2 separate regions of the Sorghum bicolor genome follow, and region 2 is linked to region 1. A link is a contact called in public HiCAR-type data. All regions are on one chromosome and are shown on one strand. Each heading gives the region's core, a stretch centred on a gene start, on an enhancer-like site or on the middle of the called end of the contact. The rest is flanking DNA. Distances are from core to core; before and after follow the strand shown. Region 1 holds the start of LOC8070965 (mediator of RNA polymerase II transcription subunit 30). Region 2 holds the start of LOC8070968.

Region 1 (4,905 bases), core at 1,643-4,142:
TGCCCTTCAACACCATACGGCACCTAGACCTAGTCTAGTCTTGACGATGTCCAACAATCCTTTGAAAACCGAAACAATTTCTACCATTAAGTCGGCATGAATGTCCTAGTCCATCGATCACCATTACCATGACCTAACTCAAATGACTTTGCCTCTACAAAACACACGTTAGTCATAGTAATCAACATTGTCATTAATCACCAAAACTCATTTGGGGACTAGATGCTTTCAAAACTCATAAGAAGTTGGAGGTTTTTCCCTGCCGTGCCTGATTTGAACTGGTAGTAGACTTGGCCTTACCAAATGACTTAGAATTTTAAATTCTTCAGTGTTACTATAAATGGTCTGAAACCTAAATGATGCTGGGAGCTCGAATTATGAAATATCTGGGTATACAAACCAATCTAATGCTGCCTCTGAAGAATTTCTATAGAAGAGTTTGAAGAAATCAATAGTCTATCCATTAATGGTAATTGTCGATGCTGCCTCACCAAATGACATGCATCGGTGAAATTTTTGACTTCTAGAGAGTTGTTCTTCTTGCTCTTCTGAGTATTCCAAAGAGGAGAAGGACAAGTTGGTTAACTCTAGAGCCACCAACTTGTGAAAGGTGCAAGTTGAGCCATAATTGCAACAGCCACCAAGGACCTATGATTGTTAGAACAACTTCACTTTTCATCAAATGCTGAGAAACTCTATTCAAAAGGTTGTATAGGGCTCCAAGAAGAAGTTTGCCAAGTGGAATTTCTGAGTTGACTGCTATTTTCTCTGCCAGGGCATGGTAATTAGATGTTGGAGCATAGGCCTATCCACAGAAGACATATCTATCCAACCACATGTTTAAGAAAGCTATACGTTCTCTATCGGTCACAGTTTTCTTATCAGTCCTAAAGGTGGTGATATAGTTGGACCAGCCTCTGGTTCTCATGCTTTCGAGTCTGCTGGAGGGTTTTATCAGCAAACTAAAGGGATTGATCTGCCCTGCAATGTTGAGACCTATCAGCATGTGAGCATCGGCTAAGGTTGGGGACATTGGGCCTTGTCTGAAGAAGAAGACATTATATGTGCTAGACTAGAAAAAGCAAGCAGCTCTAAGCATAGGTTCATTCTTCTTGATATTAGAAAGAGACAAAGAGATGCACTCATCTAAATTGCGAGTCTCCCAATGTGTTTTTTAGCCGATACCTTGATCAACCAGTCCCTCCAACCTGGGATGATTGATGGCCAATTTCTCATGGAGGATTTCTTATCCCAGAGATTGGGGTGAATATTAGAATGCTTGAAAGGGACTATTGGTTTCAGCAATAATTGCTCTGCTTGGATTTGAGTCGCCCATGGAGCCTAAGAAAATCTTGTGCAGGTTGTCCTCAAGAGGGATGAATATTTGGTTCTGAAGATCCTGAAGGTAGGAAAAAGCATGAGCAAATATTGAAGGGGAAAAGGAGATTAGAAAGAACGAAGGAAGAAAAAAAATACCTCAGGAATATTATCGATAGACGCCATTGGAATAAAGGAGTCGCCGAGTTGAAAGCTCGATTGGATGTTGTTGAATCGTGTCTAAGTCTTGCGGGTTGTGTGGGTTTCAAATTTTTGACTGGAATTACTTTGGAGGGAAACCCTAGCTTTTTAAAACTGATGGATAGGGAAGAATAGAGGAGTAAACGGAGTCATCAATGTGTCCGCGTTGGTTTTGATTGGCGTTGGTAATTGGCAAATTTTGAAATAAAACTAAATTTATCTCAAAATTGGGGAGCATGTGTTAACCCCAAATTTTGGTGAGACAGGATTCGTCTGTGGGTCCACCCCATGGAAAGTAGGAACGACCGGATAGTGGATCGACTAAACAAAAGCATGGATGAAATTAGTCGATCAGAGCATATCGAATCAAAGCAAGGCACAAGAAGACGTGTCGGGTTTTATTACAAAGAAGGAATTGGAGTCCGGATTACCTTTTTTGAGTAGTCGTGTAATATTAGAATACATGACTAGGTTCCGGGGCTATAAATATTAGAAACCTGATCAAAAATATACACAATCAAATACAAACATTTTTCGGCTCCAGCCATCAACCTTAGGAGTAGGAGTAAGAGTAGATCTCGACAAGATCTTCGACAAATCGAGCTGCATTGGTTGATTTCGACATTCGGTTTGCTTGTAAGTATTGTCATGGTTTATGTTTCGTTTATCACGGCTACATCATTCGAACTCGTGTTAAGCTCGATTTGAACTAGTTATCGACTTAGATCTTATTTGTAAGGCTGCCCTTAACAGACAAAATAATAACCGAAATGATAAATAGAAAATCCCAATTTTTTTAGCTCAAATGGGGAACTAAACAAGCCCTTAAATAAAATTTGTCTTCTATATCTTTTAACCCTTGAGCGGTTTCTCTATCGTCTACAGGCTTTGGTGAGGTAGTCCCGTTGTCTATCTTAACTAACGAGAAATAGGAATAGAAAATAGCAATATTTGGTGAAAGAGAAAAGGTTGTTGGAGACCCTTTTTTTCACTAAAATTTCTCTTTCTGGGCCTTGTTTAGTTCCTAAAAAATTTTACAAATTTTTTAGATTCCACATTACATCGAATTTTACGGTACATGCATGAAGCATTAAATATAAATGAAAGAAATAGCTAATTACACAATTTATCTATAATTTACGAGATAAATATTTTAAATCTAGTTAGTTCATGATTGGATAATATTTATCAAATATAAATAAAAGTGCTACTGAATCCGTTTTGCAAAAAATTTTGGAACTAAACCAGACCCTGTTGAAAGAGAAAATTTCACTATTCGAAGAGAGCCCATAGTGGGCTCGGAAAGCGCTCTGGCATCATGCGACGGTGGCCCGGCCCATACGGGTAGTGAAGTTTGGCTGCTTGCTCTGTAGGACTGGTCCGGAAAGGGATTTTCTTTTCCTAAAAAAAAAGGAAAAGGATTTTCTCGGCGCGCTACGACTGAGCCGAGAGGAGCGGTAGATCGGCGGCAGCGGCGAGGTAGGGTTCCGGCGAGTGCACTCAATGGCCTCTGAGGCGGCGCGTCGGCGGCAGGAGATGGCGTTGGAGGGTCAGCGGCACCTGGAGGAGACCATCGCAGCCGCGTTCCAGATCCTCGTATCCATGAACGACGAGCTCTGCAACGCCGGCCTCTGGTCCTCCTCCTCCGTCTCGGCCGCTGCCGCTGGCTCCCAGCACCACCACTCTGCTACTACGCCGCCGCCGCCACACTCTGCGGACTCCGACGCCGCCGACGCAGGGGGCGGGCCCGGCCCCGGCGGGTCGCTCGACGAGGCGAGGCACCGCTACAAGTCAGCCGTGGCGGCGCTGCGGGCCTCCATCTCTGCCTTGTCGTCCTGCGCTCAGGTGAGACCTTGATGCACCTTGTGCTCCTGGCGCTTATGCCTAAAATTGTTTTAGGCGCATTCTTCTGTGATGAAAGATGGTACTTATGGTGTAAAAAAAATCGGGGCATTGCCATGTAGGGGAGCCAAAGCAAATTCTTGTTACGAGACTGATTTGAGATATTTGCAATGGTAACAACTCCAACTCATGTAATGTAATGTCTTGGTGGCCATTTCCAAAGCTTACAAATTTTTTATTTCCATAGATAGGTCCGTATTTGGTGGCACAATTATAAAGGTGAAATATTGATGTGAACTTGTGAAGTATGTGGTGCTATGGTAGACATTACTTCTTTTGAGAAAACAAATCTTGCCTTGCTAAAAAGAACATCATTGGCGACCTAAGATTGACCCCACATTTGATTTCAGTACCAAGGATCCAGTCGAAATGAACCATTTACCAGTCAAGTCAAGCCAAAATTATTGGTTGATGAACCTCTTCCCACCGACCCAACTTAGGAGTCTGCTGCATTCATGCATGCCAAATGCACAGGGGTGCTATTGACCAAGGTTCGGCTAGGCGTCGACTAGGCGTCGACTAGGCGCGATTAGGCGCTAGGCGAAGCCCGTCGCCTCGACTATGGCCATAGTCGCGCTTCCAGGCGCTGGGCGGCGCGGAGTCGGCGCTGGGCGGCGCGGAGGCGGGCGCGAGCACGAGCGCGGCCAATTTAGCGCGCCAAATCGGAGAGCGGGAGAATTTCCCGCGCGGCCAGGCGCGCGCTGCCACGAAACGGAGGCGCGGGAGAATAGAAGGGAGCGCGGCGACCTCCCTGCTCCTCCAATCTCTTCCCCTGCTCCTCCAATCTCTTCCCCTGCTCTCCTCCAATCTCTTCCCCTGCTCATCCCCGAGGCGCCCCCCGCTGGTCCTGCTCCTCCTCCCGCCGGTCCTGCTCCTCCCCTGCTCCTCCAAGTTCGTCCCCTGCTCTTCCCCGACGTGCCGCCGCTGCCCTGCTCGTCCTCGACTGGAACACTTCCCCACCGGCCACCCCAAGTCCCCAAGGTGAGCTCCCTTCCCTCCCAGCTCCTCCCCTGCTCATCTCCCCTCTTTGCTCTTTGCTCTTTGTTCAGTAGCAGTAAAAATGTGTTGCAGTTGCAGCCATATATATATAGTCAATAGTCATATATATATATAATATATATATATAGTCAATAGTCATATATATAATATATATATATAATTTATGGCTATATTGCCAAAACGCCTAGGAAAACGCCTAGGAGCGCCTAGGACCGAGTACTCCCGACTAGGCGCTAGGCAATGGGTCAGCGCCCTGATTACCCTAAACCCTCGACTATGTAGAAGACTGTTTACCTTACCTTAGGAAAGAATGTTAATATTATCCCCATCATAGTCGTAATTGGTCAAGCCTGATTTTTGCACACTGTTCAAGATAAAATTTGTGTTGCTCTAAGCAATATAGCTTTACCATGACATTTGTCCATCTTTGTCATGACTTATCAAATTAGGAATGAATGGACCAAAATTCCTATCTTTGTATAAGCC
Region 2 (4,905 bases), core at 823-3,322, 200 kb before region 1:
ATCCAAAGATCAAGAACTGGACAAGATTAAGTGTGCATCCAGATTAGAAATCTTCATTGCCCTGGCCTGCAGTTAAGTACATCCAGGTTAGAAATCTCAACGACAACACCAAATTGAAAGAACACTATGACGTAACAATATATACAACAAAACATAGTGATCCACTTACGTGAAAAACAAACGAGCATGTAAACAAGCACTGAAGAGGTCCTAGAAAAGTAAGCTACCACGTTTGAACTAATCATTTCAGATCCAAAACAAATTAGAAGCGAGTACTTCAATTAAACCATACTTCGGTCCCAGAAAAGTAAGCTACGACGTTTGAACTAATCATTTCAGATCCAAAGCAAATTAGAAGTGAGCACTTCACTTAGACCATACTTATCGCTAGTTCTATTTCATGGAGAACTGACATTTAACAGTATTAACTTCAACTCAGACAGAACATGTGCTCCCATGAAACCACTACGCGGCACTGAGATTCAAACTTCACTAAATTTGGACCCACATCCTTACTCCACATTTCACCCTTAATCTGCAGCTACTAAGCTAAGCAGATCTATCCATGCAGCATGGATACGGATAAGGATACGGATCCACAGGATACTGCAATTTCTCAGAAAACACAATATGTGGATACGTATTACTACTTTTTAATAATAATGCAAATTAAAATTGTGAGTCTAAAATTTGAGTAATCACTAACTATTAGTTTAGTACACAATCTCATACATCAGGTCACCTTGTAGGTTTCTCGTTTTCCACCCTAATGTCTGTTGTGGTTGTGGGGAACACACAAAATCAAGCAACGAGGACTGCAGACGCAGAGTAGATCAGGTCAAGTATGTGAAGGACATGTACTCATGGGAGGTCTCCGGCAGCTTGCTTTGCTCCTGAACCGTCCTCTCCCCTGCATCGCGTGAGCTAGCCGCAGCCTTGGCGGACTGGTGGGCGTTCCCCGCGCGACAGTCTGGACGAGGAGAGATCGATTGATGCCACAGAGGGGGCGGGGTCTCGTCTCCGGAGTCCGGAGAGCGGTGGCGCACCTCCTGCGCGGCGCGCGTGTCCGCAGCAGGCGGCGCGAGGGGGCGGGGGCTCGTCGCCGGAGGCCGGCGAGCAGTGGCGCATCTCCTGCGCGAGGGGCGGGGGCTCGTCGCCGGCGGGCGGCGGCCGGCGAGTGGTGGCGCATCTCTAGCGCGGGAGGCGTCAGGGCTAGGCACAGAGATAAGGGAGCGCTTGTTGGGCTGGGCTTTCCTTTCATTCATAGCCAAAAAAAAAAAAAAAAAAACCAAACCCCTCAATCCGCGTGGGGAAGGGACCGACAGGGACGAGCTATTGGCGTGGCCGCGTGGGAAGGAGAAGGACGGAGACCTACCCGTGGAGCTGTCTGGTGTGGCGGCCGCGCCGGAGCGGGTCGCGGGGACGCTGGTGCTGCAGAGGGCGGACGCCGCGCCGGAGCAGGTCGCGAGGACGCTGGGCCCAATCCCAGGCGGTGCTGCTCGACTGGGCGCGGTCTCCTCTCCGGGTCGCGGCGCGACGAGCTTCGGCGGCGGGCGGAGAGGCGAGCTCGGCCGCGGGGAAGAAGGGGCGGCCGCCGCCCCCCCTCTGCTGATGGATCGGCGACTACCGGCGAGACGGACCACACTCGCCCGCCAGATCTGGCCGCGGTCGAGACGGACCACACTCGCCCGCCAGATCTGGCCGCGGCAGACCGCGGCCGGCGGCGAGACGCACCTCAACCAGAAGCTCGCTGACAGCCAGAGGACTCACCGGCGGCGGATCATCTCCGGGGGGCGCGGCGGATTTTTGGGCCTCGAAATTTTATTTCAGGGGAGGAGCAAGCTCGAAAAAACGAAGCTTTTTTAGTCAAAGCCTCCAAAATTTTGCAATACACAATGGCAATGTGCTGCGAAGGGTCATGTAGCTGCAGTAGGAGTAGAAAAAGAGTAGGTCAGGTCATGTGTGTCCTGTAAAAAGGGAAATAAATTATTCCATCTCTGTTTTTTGTTTGCTCCAAAAGTTTCAAACTTTGCCCCTATTCGGTGCCCCAAATTAATTCCGGTAACAGTGCAGCCCCAAACAACAGGCTCAGCCCTAACTCAGGGGCTTTCTTGGGATTTCCACCTTTTTTTCTTTCTTTCTTCCTCACAAAAATACCTTTTTAGTATACTGATTACTGTTTTATTAGCTGGAGACCATTTGAGGCCAGCACAAGGGTACTCGATATGGGAAATGGCTCTGATGTCCTCCTGGCGGGCCCCACATCACTTCAGACATACAAAGGCACCCATGAGGTAATTTTTTTTTTTTGAAACTACCCATGAGGTAATTTGCTTGCGTACAGGTATGTGATATACTAGTCGTATACGCGTGTACGTGACACTTTATTAGGGGCTATTTGTGTAAAATCACAGCAGTGGGGGGTAACCTGGTGCTGGTGTTAGAACAACCAAATGCCAGGGACATATCAGGAATTTCCCATGCAATAATGCTTAGGGTTAAAATCACAACCACCAGCAACAAAAAGGTTCCTCTCACTCGTCTCTTAAGCCTAATTTTTTTTTCCTCCACCGGAGAAGATACCTTGTGTACATATGGCTGTGTGAGAACCCCCTTTTCCCAAGTGTGGGACCCACTCCCTTGTTACTAGTCTTTAAGCATTCCCTCTCTACATCATCAGTCACCAGCACTTTTTTTTCTGTACTGGTATCTCAAAAGGAATACAATATCAAAGCAAACAGCACTAGCACAAAAATATCTTGAGCAAGTACTAACACTGTTGACATTTCTTCTGTCGGTGTAACAACAGTTCACAGATAGAGTGATCCTGAAACTGGTTCATACAATGATAAATATGGATTATTTGAGCTTACCAAGTAAAGAACATGAGGATTTGCCACATGAACTGCAATAAACTACAGCCTTGAGCTAAAGCTACACCCAGTTTCAGAAGACAGCAGATGATATGGACGAACATAAGGGTAGTCTGCCCTGAAGATCTCCAGGTCCTTAGAGTCTGTAATAGAACGCTAATCAAGATCACACTTCAGAAGTAGCTGGACACAATAGAACCTATAATGGAACAGCTGGCGAGGACTGTAATGATGTGCTGTTGCTGTTATGGACCTGCAGCAGCAAGATACTCTTGTTGGTTGTTGCCCCTTAGGGATGAACTTGAAGAGTTGGAGCTGGAATTGCTGAGCTGCTCACCCAATGACCAAAAGGCCAAAAGTGCTCAAGAAAAATGTAGGAGATGGTTCAGAGGTGCGGGTGACCAGGTGTAGAGAAACAGAACTGGGCAAGTAGGTCCTCATCCGGTTCAAACATTTCAGTTGTTGGCCAATCAGGAGCTGAATGTAAATATTACAGTGTACAGCAGTGGAACTAGTTTAGATTCTAAATAGCCAGTGTCGAACAGCTGGGTAACTGATTGATCCTTCAGCTGAATGGAAGACCACACAGATCTCATGAGAAAATAAGATCACTTAGGTAAATGTTACATTCAGAAGCTCAGGAAGAAAAAGGGACAGGGATCTTTTTTCAGTCACAGCAAATGCCAAGCAGTGAGTGTTTCTGAGGCTACTGTAGCACTTCTGCAAAGACCAAGATGTTCATCAGACCACACAGATCTCATGAGAAAATAAGATCACTTAGGTACATGTTACATTCAGAAGCTCACGAAGAAAAAGGGACAGGGATCATCATTTTTCAGTCAGAGCAAATGCCAAGCTGTGGGTGTTTCTGAGGTTACTGTAGCACTTCTGCAAAGACCACAATGTTCATCAAGAGCTAGTAACGGCAATATGTATAAGAACAGAGATATGCCTAAATGCACTGGAACTTATAGTCCATTGTGTGTTCCAGCTTCAGAATGCAGTTCAGAGGAACAGTACATACCTGGTAAGTTTGGAGCTCCGATAACGAAATTTGAAATGCGTGGAAGCACTCCATGGTCCAAGTTGATGCTCAATGTAACAATCCTGATTCTTTTCTCTTCAGGTCGTTGTTCCCAAGTACAGTTTATATAGAACCAAGCATACAGGAAAGCTATGCAGGAAGCAAGAAGTACTGATAACAAGTTGATACATCGCAAAAGAGAAACAACTAGAGCTTTTAGATTTGCCAGAATCATAGAAGATTCTATTATGCACACAAAAGAATATTACAGTAGAGCCGGAGCTGAATGGACATGTATGTCTTAGTACAAAGCCTTTATTACAGAATTCATGGTCCAAGCTTGAACTACAGCCTGGCTATCTGACACATGAGGCATGTAAATTTATATTTGGGGACAGCAGTTCATGTGGTAAAACCTCTGAAATGAATAGATAATATACAGGCAAAGTTTAATTTTGTGTGTATATGACACATATATGCAAAATTTATGGTACATGGAACAACAAGAGGAAACGACATATCCGATCCATGGAAGTTTCATGTGCGGTTTGAACTGTAGAGGTGAGTATAAACCCTTTTGGTTCTGTAAATAACCATGAGGCTTAAGCCAGCTCCAACAACACAGAACACTGACATAATCAGTGAACTGACAAAAAAGCAGACAGCTCCTTCACACGTCAGTGGTCCATCTGCAAGAAAACCCATGTTGTGAAGCAATCTTGGAGATGTCAATGCTGTTATCTGATGGCGCTGTGCTTGTTTCTCAGCTTCATAGTCATACAAATTACTAGCAATAAGGCCTGAGAAGATGAGTGACCCTGTGGGGTTTGCAACTGTGAGGAAGTTGTACATTGCACCGAAGTGTTTTACACCAAAAAGTTCAGAAACAGCAGCTGGTACAATAGCCCAATGAGCTCCATATCCGAGTCCAACCAGGAAGGTTCCGATGTACATAGTTCCAGGCCAAGCCATTGCAAAGAGGAAATGCCCAACAGCCATCAGGATCTG

The links. HiCAR-type assays count read pairs that join an accessible place to other places.
Region 2: a contact with region 1 is called in a HiCAR-type map of leaf, with 9 times the contacts expected there. The contact joins the promoter of LOC8070968 here to the promoter of LOC8070965 in region 1. A contact is called at or near these places in 2 of 4 Hi-C or Micro-C datasets (leaf and leaf mesophyll) and 1 of 1 datasets of contacts at active chromatin or transcription factors (leaf).

The regions. Positions count from the first base shown.
Region 1 is chr6:38,194,928-38,199,832 of Sorghum_bicolor_NCBIv3, reverse strand. LOC8070965 (mediator of RNA polymerase II transcription subunit 30) reads left to right here and starts at 2,892. Exons shown (of 3, transcript XM_002447661.2): 1 at 2,892-3,363. The coding sequence starts at 3,022.
Region 2 is chr6:38,396,994-38,401,898 of Sorghum_bicolor_NCBIv3, reverse strand. LOC8070968 reads right to left here and starts at 2,072. Exons shown (of 2, transcript XM_002446260.2): 1 at 1,376-2,072; 2 at 1-66. LOC8070967 (protein NUCLEAR FUSION DEFECTIVE 4) reads right to left here. Exons shown (of 3, transcript XM_002446259.2): 3 at 4,093-4,905. The coding sequence ends at 4,435.